2 separate regions of the Anas platyrhynchos genome follow, and region 1 is linked to region 2. The links are chromatin contacts, called in public Hi-C maps. All regions are on one chromosome and are shown on one strand. The core of a region is the stretch at or near the end of the contact, and the rest is flanking DNA. Distances in the headings are between cores, read along the strand shown. Region 1 overlaps BIN1 (bridging integrator 1). Region 2 overlaps BIN1 (bridging integrator 1).

Region 1 (5,647 bases), core at 1,868-4,367, 56 kb before region 2:
AGCTCTGGAGATGTACGTCCACTCACGCTTGGATGCCCAAGGTGTGGTGGTCATGGGCTAACATGCACAATGGCCTCATTCCTAAACACTCACAAGTAAGAGGACAGCGAGAGGAGGAAGGGACAGCAAGACATTTCGAAAAACCTCCCCTCCCAAGCAAGCATCTCCCCCTGCTCAGCATTCCAGCTTTCAAGCTTCCCACCCCGTTCCCTCTTCATTCACTTTGCCCTCACCCATTTCTCCACCTTCCACCCCATATCCACACACCCCACACACCTTTTCCCACAAAGCACTTGCTCGCGGGTCCACATGCAGGTCGGGTGTTTCTGATGACACTGATGCCAGCAGTACACCGACATGATGCAACAAACCCAGGGGTGTTTTGTGCAAGCAGCTCTCAGTCAGGGGCACACACGCCAAAGGTTGAGAGGAAGAGGGAAAGGGGAAGAGGAAGGACTAAGGAACACATACATTGACCTTTGCAGCTCTCCAGGGTGACTGCACATGCCTAGTGTCCTTCCTAAGATGTCCCCCCCAAGTCACTTCAACACAGAGGGTTTTGCAGGAAGGGTTCTGTGACATTGCCAAGGCTGTGCTACAGATAATAATGTGCTACAGGTAATAATGGTTGGAGTGAAGGTAAGGAAGTCTTGCTCTAAATGAGAGTTACCAGGAAACAGCAGGCTCCATGTAACAGGTTCACAACATTGAAACCTCAACACGATTTCAGGAGAAGCATTATCTTGGTACTATTTCCACGGCAACACCATTTACAGCACCATCAGAGGCTGGAATGATGACCTTGCTGAGCCCAGCCTCACTGAAGACACAGATCCTGCACCCCAATGCATCGCCTCTGGGATCTCCAAGGGGGTCCTACCCTCATGTCAGTAAGGGTTGCTGCAGACGGATGAGAATGATAGCGATGAATTGCGTAGGACTGCCTGGGACTGCAAAATGCTCAGCCCAGAGAGGTGTCCCAAGGCATGGGCAAGTGCGTGTGAGAGGCTTCAAATGTGGCGAACAAAATCAAGGAACTAAACCGGGGAAAAATCAGGAAGAGGTGAGGCAATATGTTCCTCAATCTAACTGTTTTGCTTGTGAAAATGTAAAGAAAATACCTCCTGGTGCTAGAGTTGAGGAAAGAAAAAATGTTACTAGAGTCACGTTGGAGGAGATGGAGAGGACAGAGACCTGTGGCCGGACTGCCAGGACTTCTCAAACTCCTGGGCAGACTGGGGAGTCCTGGCTACCAGCACTAGTGTACGTTTCTCCAACTAAGCATGTGAAAGGGATTTTTCTCCTGGCAAGAAAGGAGTTCACACTCCTTTTCTAGAAGCCATGAAAGAGCTTTTTGGTAGCGTATTTGTGGTGTCTGGCAGTGGCTTAATTTGGAGACATATTGCTGAAAGACTCCCACGTGAAAGGCAGACCAGTTTCTTCCCCTCATCCTAGAAGGGCTGAGAGGGCCCCACACTAAAGCCCTCATTAAGTCACTGCTATTTACAGCTTGTTTGATGTGTTGGCTGATCCTCGTAGGAAAATGCCACTGCTAATTTTGACTTAGCCTCTACCAGCCCCACAAGCAGCACCTTCATTCCTGCACTTGCTGCTCCGCGCGCATTCAGCAACTTGGTGACCAGCACCAGGTCTGCCCCTCACCAGGATCCTGGGGCCTCCACGGGTCCTAGGCAAGCACAAGCTGTGTGTCCTGCACGGAGCAAAACCCTGTTTCCAAACAGACCGCTTTTCCCTGTGTTCCTGGAGCAAGCAAGTGTGGGGACTGACCAAATGTATCGCAGAAAATTGTCAGAACAACACCTTTTCATAAGCAACTGGAAAGGGGAAGGGGAACAGGAAAACCACTCTGCTCTTTGAGAGTCAAGAGCAAGGTCTAACACAGTTGCAACTGAAGGAAAACTGCAAATCGCCCAGCCTCTCAGAGTGCTGCTAAGCTTCCAGACCCTTCACTGGGCTGCCTCATCTATTCTGGAAGAGATGACTAAAATCTGCAGATGGGGTTCCTATATGCTAGTAACAATCCTGCATTAGAGGATGGAACCAAATCTCCAATATGGTAAAAACAGACAAGTCACCTCCTGCCAAGTTCTCAAGTTAAAAAGAAAAAAAAAAAGGAGGTTGGCATCTCCGCTGAGGCTCAGATAGCGTCTTTCAGCCCAAAGTAATTAGGCTGTTTTTTGTGGCTTTTTTTGTTTGTTTTTAACATCAAAGCTGTCTGAACACTAGAATTATTTCCACTCCCCAGAAAAGGAGGGACAGAAAAAGAAAAATAACACCTCCATACCCAGGCATCCAGTGGCACAAACGTATGTTTTTGCTGCAGATCAAAGAGCAACCAAGTCCCTGACCTTCCTTCCCTGCACCAGGGTTTGCATATTTCTCTGCTCCCCCTGCAGCTGCTCTGACAGCAGAAACCTCCAGATAAGCCAGGGTCAAACACCTTAACTGCTGGGCCAGCAGGACCTTGACTGGAGGATGTTGTGGGTAGAGCTCATCCAGATGAGATTTCCTAGGCTCTCCCTCGGCTGTGGCATCCATTTGGATGGAAAAAAAAGGTTAAAACGACTGCAAACACTACACCTCCTGGTGCAGTCACAGCAACACTGCCCAGCCAAGGTCAGACACATACACCCAGAGAAATACTCCTATAAATCCTCCTTTTTTACATGACATTCACTCACTACTTTTCATTTGAGGAAATAGTTAAGATGTGCCCATCAGTTTCCCTGTGAAATTACCATTTTATTCCCTCCAGCTTCCAATTTTACACAAGATGCCCAACAAAGAGAAAGGTTGTACAATTTGGCCTAGCCAGTGGGAAGCCAGGATCAGAAAGCAGGGATCCCAATTCACCAGCACTTACTTTTATTGCTGGCAGAACAACATCTTGAGATTTAAAAGGATTTTTTTTCATTCCTATAATGACCCCATAGAAGGAATATCAACACAAAGACTGAGAAAAACAAGAGTTAGGGGAAGTTTCTATGCCGCTATGCAGCAAACCCCACTTTGCCCCAAAGCACATTCTTGTCGGAGTCCTTGACCTTGGCTATGGGAACTCTGAGCACTGTAGCAATCCAGTTATTCAATGCCACGACTGTCTTGAAAGGCAAGCTGCTGCTGTTAGTCTTTATACAGGGTAACAGGCTTCCCTCTCCTTCAGCTCTGCACAAATCTTAAATGAATGGAGCACAACGGTTAGGATATCAAGAGCAGAACAAGTAAAGAGCAAAACCCTAGAAGTGTCCTTCTCCCAAATCAATGTCCTCCCACCACACCAGGTAGGATAGGACAGGACTACATATAAAATTGGTCCTCCTGGGCCAGGCAGGGAATGAGAATGCAGCATTTCAGAGCTGTTCAAAAGGGCAAGCATCACTAGGTAAGACTAGATATTGTTAATTACCACAATTGCCCATATTTCCCCTGCACAACCCAGCACCACACTTTTAGTCATCACAAAAACAACCGAGCAGACAACGCCTGAACTTTCCCAGTGCCTTCTTAGGGAGGAAAGGAAGCAAGGCTTCAAACCAGACACACAAGCAGTTAATGGGATTATCCAGACACAGAGATTTCAGCAGGACCCAGCAGGCCATGAACACACGGTATCATGCAGAGGACCCCTCTCCCGTCACAGGGTTAACACGTGCCAGGCTGTTAGAGTCCAGCAACAGCCTCTCCAGTTTTAGGAACTAAATCAAACACAGATCGAAATGCTGCTCTCCGTACCGGTACCTGCTCATCTTTTTCCTCAGCCTGGCGAACAGTTTAGTTTTCTTTCTGTTGAGGACGGCACGCAAATCATTTCCGTTACAGGATGGCACAGTCAAACCAGCGAGGAAAAGTCAAGCCTCCGAGCGTTCAGTCACTCGGTGCCACAAAACTCACAGCAATCCAGATGACACGCACTCCTCTCTTACTCTCACAAATACACACACACACAAACACACTCTTCCCTTGCTTCCTACAAAGCTTTGGCCTTTGAAGAGGGTGGGAGAGGTCTTTTTGTGCCTGTCAAAGATTTGCAGATACGTTAACAAACTAGATTTGTCCCCGTTTCTTGGAATATGGGGCTAGGGTGCACATGGATAAGAATAAAAAGGAAACTGCATATATCAGCAGAGAACTTTGTGACACTGATCCTTTTTTTTTCTTTTTTCCCTCATGGGTAATTGCAGCTCCTCAATCGCCCTTGTAAATGCTGGTACACAAGAAGCAAGCTCCCCATTCTCCTTTGTGCCATCTGTGCACCAGTCTTAATGTGGAACCTAATCAGCAGTTTTCCTATTGTGTTTTTTTCCAATCTGTCCAATTATAGTAGGATAATACTACAGATCTCCTAGGTTTTCTAAGCATCTGACAACCATGACTGTTCAAACTTCTTCAGAAACAAAATCCAAACATCTCTGAAGTTTCCTGAAATGCATCAGCTACTCTGTGCTACACAGCCAGCATCAGCTTTGTCAGCTGTAGTGATGTATGAGGATAATTGCATCTCTTCTCACACCTCCTAATTCATTTCCTGCCATTGTACCCATCTCCGATCCTCTGCCCAGCAGAGAAGGACGAGGGAAGCATCTGCTCCTACCCCGAGCCACAATGGGCAGTCAGATCGGTGAGGGATATTTCCTCCTGCATGTTCTGCCCCAGCCCTGAACCACAGTGAGAGGCCAGATGTGGAAGAGAGACACAAGTGCCTCATGGCATTTCCTGATCCTTGCAAAACACTTACAGTCCTGGCAGACCTTGGACACATCCTCCTACAATATCCTGTTCCACTTCACTCAGGGGTATCACAGCTGTTTTGGGGCAGGTCCATCCTCTCAGCTGAGGTTTGAGCAGGTGATGCAGCAGCACTCAAATTGCTACCTGCACAGGATCCTCTGTGTAGGCACTTGGGGTTTTGTTCTTTTTTTTAGGGCCAACTAGTCTCTTCGCCAAACAAAGAGCACTGAACTGCAACAGAGACACCTATTACCTCCCCAGATGAGACTAGCAGTCTGTGAGCCTGAAGTCATAAGAATATCTATTTGATTAATTGGAAGCTCTTTCAGGCCAGAAACTTCATGCCAGAGCAGTATGTGTAGGCCCAGCTGTCACTACAGCCTGCCATCAATTACTTGAGTAAGAAAGGCAGGAGGAGGAAGGAGCTGGCAAAGCAATGGCACTGGCCTTCATCTGTCCTGTTACCTCATCCTCTTGCAAGTGCCCCACTGGATGCTGCCATCAGAGACACCGTGGTGCATGGCACAAGAGGATTGGCACTGTGGCCTCCTGCATAAAGCTTCAGTCTTGCTGGTGGTGATCAACAGGCACCATGTGCTGACTTAAGATGAAGACACTTTCTTCGCAAGATGCATTGATACTCGCATCTTGGGAATTTGGTATTAGCAACCCAAAATTCAGGGGCCAAATTTGATTCAAATTTCCTCTTTCTTTAAAGTTGGCAAACACTACACGCATTGCCAGAACGAGACCAAAAAAAAAAAAAAGTTGTCTATGCATGAATGTAAGAAGAGGTTAAACTGGGAGGAGAGACGAGGGAGCACAGAGGTGTCAACAGCTCATCTAGCCCTTCCAAATCAGTACACTCAGACCACAGCTTGCCCTGACTTCACGCTGA
Region 2 (5,806 bases), core at 1,709-4,208:
AACATTCACTTTTGAGCACGAACTGAAAAGGAGGGTTTGGGGAGAGGAGGCGGGCTTTGGCACTCATCATAGGAGAAACCACCCTGGTGCAACACAAACCAACAGAAAAGATGCTGCAAGCACCCAAACACCATACAATCAGGGTGGCAAGGAATTGCTATATTATTTTGCTTTCCCTTTTATCCCAGAAAGAGGATCGGCTAAATTTCACTAATCTGTGCAGCCGTGGGCTCACTCCTCATTCTCCCTTACGCGTGTGCACTAAGGCCCAGCCGGTTTACTACAGGCACGACAGCGCTGGGTGAGGTTGTACCATGTGCAACCTGCCAGCCTGACCCCAAGGCTCACTGTGAATTCAGCCTGGTAATCAAGGATAAAGGCACCACTTTTTCATTTGAGAGTTAACAACTCATTTTTTTGCTGCCACTTACATTACAAGCGAAATAAAACCCGTAAGGAAATGGGGGTGATGGGAGCGCTTTACCTGTTGAGGCAGGAGACTAACATTAAGGATGTGGTTTCTTAACTACAGCTAAAAAACCCTCAAGTGACTTAACAAAATGACCAAGATGTAGCAAGAACCCCTTTGAAACTGCTCTTACAACAACATATGGGACGGTAAGAGTGAAAGAGTGGTGCAAAAGCACAACAAAAAAAGCCAGTCACGGAAATAAGTCAGTATTAGCCAGTCAGTCTAAACTGCAATCTGAGCATAAGCAAAGATTAACTTAAAAATCTGTATCTTAATACATATATTACATATTAAATACATACATTGTGTCTTATAATACGTTGTTGCAAGAGAAAATTAACCCACCTTCTGTATTTCTAATATTAGCCTTCAGAAGAACTGTTTCCCACATGAGAACAGCCATCCTGGAAGTTAAGGAAAATACACAGCACATCTCCGGTATGCGAGAGCTATTTTCCTCAAGGCAGTTCTGCAGTTTGTACAGAAGTACACAAATAAATCGCCAAATCTCAGGATGTTGTGCAAGCATTACCTCTCCCCACCTCTGTGCAGGGCCTATCAGTGGAGCAGAAGTTCTCCTCGGTACGTAACCACAGGCCCCAGCCAACCTCTTTCCCCAGAGGTCATTAAGAGGGACAGCTCTCGGGCATGCACGTAGTACTGACCCAAATTCTTAAGTTCAAAGAATTTGCACGTGAAGATTTTTATCCCCTTGACCATTTTCAACATTTCAAAGCGTTTCTCCTTTTACCCAGGGTTTTTGCAGCTTAGCTTCTCGCAACTTTCAAGCCTAGATTCAGTGATGGTGTGGTGGGACCGGTGCTGTGGCGGCAGGGGAAGGCCATTTCTCATCTTGCCGACACGGTGGTGTGGTTGGGTCAGTGCAGGCACACCACGCTGCTGCCCACACTCACATAATTGCAGCTAACTGTCCATGCCTAAGCCATTTGAGCACCTCCAAGCCCAGGTTCCTTTTAAACACTCCTGCTACATTAGCTGAGATTTAGGTATCAAAGCAGAGACCAAAAAAGCAGACAACTATGGAGCTGGGTTGTAACTGCGTTGAAGCTGGGTAGCTCATAATGCCAAATGGCAGCACTTAATTCAGCTGGCATCAGTGTGACATTCCAGGCAACAGGACTTGAGCAACATCCACGTCTATTGCTTGGGTACGCATTTAACATCGCTTAATTAAACCCTATCTATAGCCGACAGTAACACTAGTAAGAGGAACAGATAACATAAATAGTGCTGTTTGCACAAATCCCCCTTCTCATGTCCTCCGCCTCCTCCCCAGCAACCCTCATTTTAAGTGCTGATACATTTGCAAGAAGTATTTTTATTTTTGTGCAGCCACTGATGCAAAATGAAGTAACCAAATCAGGACAAAACACAAAAGGCATTTGGGGCCATGCTGAGCTGAAGAAAGAGATAAAGGAGCAGGTGTGTGCTGGAGGAGAGGGGGCAGAGGAGCTCTTATAAGGCAGAGCCATGAGCAAAGGGACTCCAGAAGCCACAGGCTAGACGCAGAACCCTTAAGAGGCTAGGAAAGCTCCTGTAAGGGTTGCTGGCTGCCTTGCTGAACAGGGATGGGAATTTCTGAAATGCAGGATGGATCTGGAACATGTAACACACAGCTGGGCAGAAGGAAAAGGCAGACATCTGGATCAGCAGCTGGATCTCCCCGAGTCAGAAGGAGACAGCAGCAAAGGATCAGATGCAGGAGAAAGCTTTAGGAACACTGCCCTCCACGGCCACGTTGGGATACAGGATGTGGCTTGTCCCAGCAAAGTGGGAACATGTGGAGTAACACAGATGATTATCTCTTGTTGCTTCTTCCAAAACAAGTCACGTGTTATCCTCTAGTGAAAAAAATCTGGAGTCACAGACTACAAAAAGCCAGAAGGGAGCAGCTTTTGAACAGCTCTTCTTTTCCCCCGAGAGGCCTGCCTTCAAAGGAGTTGTAGGATGAGTAACAGTAAATTTGAGAGCCTGGCCTGATGGGCAAAGTTCTCCTTCAGCAAGCGGGTGTAAGCCCCCTGGCTTCCTTGCCAATGTACTTGCTGAGAATTTGTCCATATTGCCATTGGAAAGGAAAAGCCCCACGATGCCTCCCCGCAGGGAGCCTCCTCAACAAGTCAGGCCTGAGCTGGAGATACGGGATGGGCTGCTTCCAAGGCACCCCACTTAAATCCTCCCACCCCAGCTCTGAGGACCCAGCAGAGCAGCCCAGCTCTTTTCACCTGCTAATACCCACAGCCACACCGTAATGTCATCCAGCCCTGGTAATGCTCACTTCCTTCCGCAATTATTTATGATCACTGAGGGTCAGGGAATGAAGAGCAAAAGCCTCCAGCTTGGCAAAAAGCTCTAAGTCCAGCACTTGACTCCAGTACCCATCTGCAGACAAGCCCTAGTCTATAAGCAGCCCGGATGCAGTGCACTGACGCAGCACCCACAATTGACTCATCGCATCACCCTCAGTTTTCTCTGACCTTGCCCTTCCTACCATGGTCAGCCTCCTCATTCTCCCCTCTCAGCCCCTGCACATACAGCTGCTCTTCTTCTCCAAAGAAAGCCAGTCTCTCTTTCACAATTCCTGTGGCTTATGCATTTTCATGAATTTTCCGACGTTCAAAAACAGCCCTGCACCCCTACCTACAAAACCACCCTTACTGAACCTCTGCAAGAATTACCTAAAAAGCAACTTGAATATGGATTCTGCTGAAATAAAACAGAAGCATCTTAACTAACCGAGGCTGTCCAGTACTTACATTGGAACAGTTACAGTATGGGGAATGTCCATTTTCAGCAGCACATAACGCAATCGCAGTGCTGGTGCTAACAAGCAGCCATGCCGGCTGCACGTCACAAGGACGAATGTTATCAGCATGGGTACTTTCTTGCAGTGGTTCACGTCCATTAACGCACAGCGAGGCTCAGCCTTTTGCAATGGCTACTCAGCTTAAGGAGGCAAAAGAAAAAAAGTCCCCAGTCGTGTTGGCTCAGTGTACAAAGTAGGTCGTTCATTCCTCCACTGAGGAGCCTATACCTTGAGGAGCATTTCCGTGCAGACCCCAAATATACTTTTACATCTGAAAAAAACAACTTTTCCTGAGCATTGTTTCCCTAATAGAGCTTGGCACTGTTCTCACCATTTTTATTTTTTTTTCCCCAAAATCTGTTTCCAAAGTAACCCTTGAAACATGCTGTCCCCTGGCACAACTCGCTCCCCTTTCTGGTCTTGTGTCAGAATCAGTATTTGGACCAGATGGGCCATGTTCCACCACCCAAAGTGGATGGGATGAAGGAATCTGCCTTGGACACTAGCCTACGGCATGACAATTCAAACATCATGCACTAAGCATACAAATTACAGAAAATTAATTCCCTGCATTTCTTTTTTCATATTCTATTTTTCCCCCTCACAGTTTTGCTCCTTTTATCCATCATAATGGCTGAGGAAGGAGGGATAGAAATAAGTTTGGTCCTTCTACACTCAGCCTCCTGGAACTCGCAGTGTCACAAGACTTACCACAATTTACAGGAATGTGTCACATGCAAGGGTACCAGAGAGCTACACCATCAGCATTTCTGTTAAGGAAGAAGATGCAGAGATCTACACCATCCTCATATCCCAGCCTTTATACTTCATAAAGTCTGTGTGTTCTGCATACGTGCACATCCATCAGTGGCACCATTCCCAAGGAACCCAAGGGGATACAATCACTCATTCTGCAGATACCAATCAACTTTGAGCTGAGTTGGTTAAGTCACACGTTATTGTTTCTGGCCTTATCAACCGTGCAATCATGCCAAATGGCTTGAAGACCAAAAAAAAAGAAAAAACACTTTCAGCTCTGTTTTCAAACACTCTAGTCACTGTAAGATTGAAGTTCCCTTTCCCTTCCTGCTGGCAAGCAAGTATTGCACTTCTGCCTAATCCAGTTTGAAAGCAAAGCGCTAGGAAATGCCCAGTGAAACGTGTTTGTACTGCAGCTATTCCAGCCCCTCATCTCCCTCCTGTAAAGGTAAACTTAGAAGAGGACTGGTAACTAGCATATCTCTTAGGCAATTCTAACAAGTTCTAAACCTCCTTAAAATGCATAAAATCAACACAATCAACAAAGAACTGGCAAAAAAATAAAATCACTTCCAAACAGGTTACCAGCTTTCTGAACCCGCACGTCAAATCTTTGCAGAGAGGCCAGGCTTTGATATCTGCGTATCATCAAGAGATTAAATGCAGCCTGTGGTTTTACGGCAGGATTAGATGCTGTTAAGCTCTGCTTTCCTCCCTGTTGGTAAAGTTTGCACTCTCCATCCCGCCTGGCAGCCTATATTAAGAAACTGCCACCCAGACTTCTCCTTTCTACCAAGGAAAGGGGCAAAAAGAAAGGCAGCACTGCCTAGCTTTTGTGACTCTCCTAAATGCCTCTCAATTAATGTGCCCTCTAGAAGTGCCTAATCAAAGGCTTTAACCTACCAGCCCCAGGGCTGAGCAGGCTTACTCCAGCACATCCTAAATAGTGAAAAAAAATCTGTTACACATGTGTACTTGTGTAGGGTTTTGCAAGCATACGACCTGTTCCTCAGTTCCTAGAGCTTGCCATGGCTGCTTCGTAATGACTGAGACCTGTCTAGGTCTGTGTAACGCTCTGAGCCCTAGCTTCCAAGAGTCCCTGAAGATGCAACCAGTGGCCAAAACCCTCCTGAGCACTCCCAGCAGTCAAGGAGGAACTTGGGAGGGAGAAAGGTGGGGGAAGAGAGAATTAAACAACTGTGAAAACTGTTCAGGTTGGGCTGCTCCTATTTGCATTACCAGGACAGCTCCTTCAGAGCACAGAAGTGCAAATCAAAGCTGTGCTTTCTGAGCAGCAGCTAAGAAACTACACAAACAAGTTGGCATAATAAAACTGCAACCTAAATCAAAAAAAGATCCATTAACCCTATTTTCTGCTAATTACTGTATTTCCATTTTTTTTCCTAGGAATGAGGCACTGGACCTGTCCTGCAGCACTCGTCAGCTTTGTGAAGATCAAGCAGCTCCAGAGGCAGCAAAGCCAGGAGATGTTCCAAGGGACACCTGAGCTGTCCGAGACCCATCAGTCACTCATATGCACCTGCTGAAAAACCACCTGCCAAGATTTATCTATCCCCTGCACCGCTGCCAACAGTCCAAGCGTTTCTGCAGAGGTCCCTCGCTCCTGTCCTGGCAACGTTACATGCTCAACTAATAGCGTGTTTAAAATAGATTTTAACTAGCAGGACAATGTAAATGACCCTCTTCTCTCTTCCAGTCCCCTCCTCGGAGAAACAACCCCTTTCAGCATG

The links. Hi-C and Micro-C count contacts between places; a contact is called where the count stands out from the background.
Region 1: a contact with region 2 is called in a Hi-C map of skeletal muscle, with 3 times the contacts expected there. The contact joins two enhancer-like sites. A contact is called at or near these places in 3 of 8 Hi-C or Micro-C datasets (F5 follicle and skeletal muscle).

What each region holds. Positions count from the first base shown.
Region 1 is chr7:11,948,916-11,954,562 of IASCAAS_PekinDuck_T2T, reverse strand. BIN1 (bridging integrator 1) reads right to left here. Exons shown (of 20, transcript XM_013097533.5): 11 at 3,754-3,804. Among named protein-coding and RNA genes, the nearest start is that of BIN1, 64 kb to the right of the region's middle. Within about 2 kb of position 3,117, at least 4 of the 8 cell types and tissues checked have an H3K27ac peak or open chromatin away from gene starts, as enhancers often do. A contact at or near this core is called in F5 follicle, where this site is marked.
Region 2 is chr7:11,893,068-11,898,873 of IASCAAS_PekinDuck_T2T, reverse strand. All of the region lies in intron 1 of BIN1 (bridging integrator 1), which reads right to left. Among named protein-coding and RNA genes, the nearest start is that of BIN1, 8.6 kb to the right of the region's middle. Within about 2 kb of position 2,958, at least 5 of the 8 cell types and tissues checked have an H3K27ac peak or open chromatin away from gene starts, as enhancers often do. A contact at or near this core is called in F5 follicle, where this site is marked.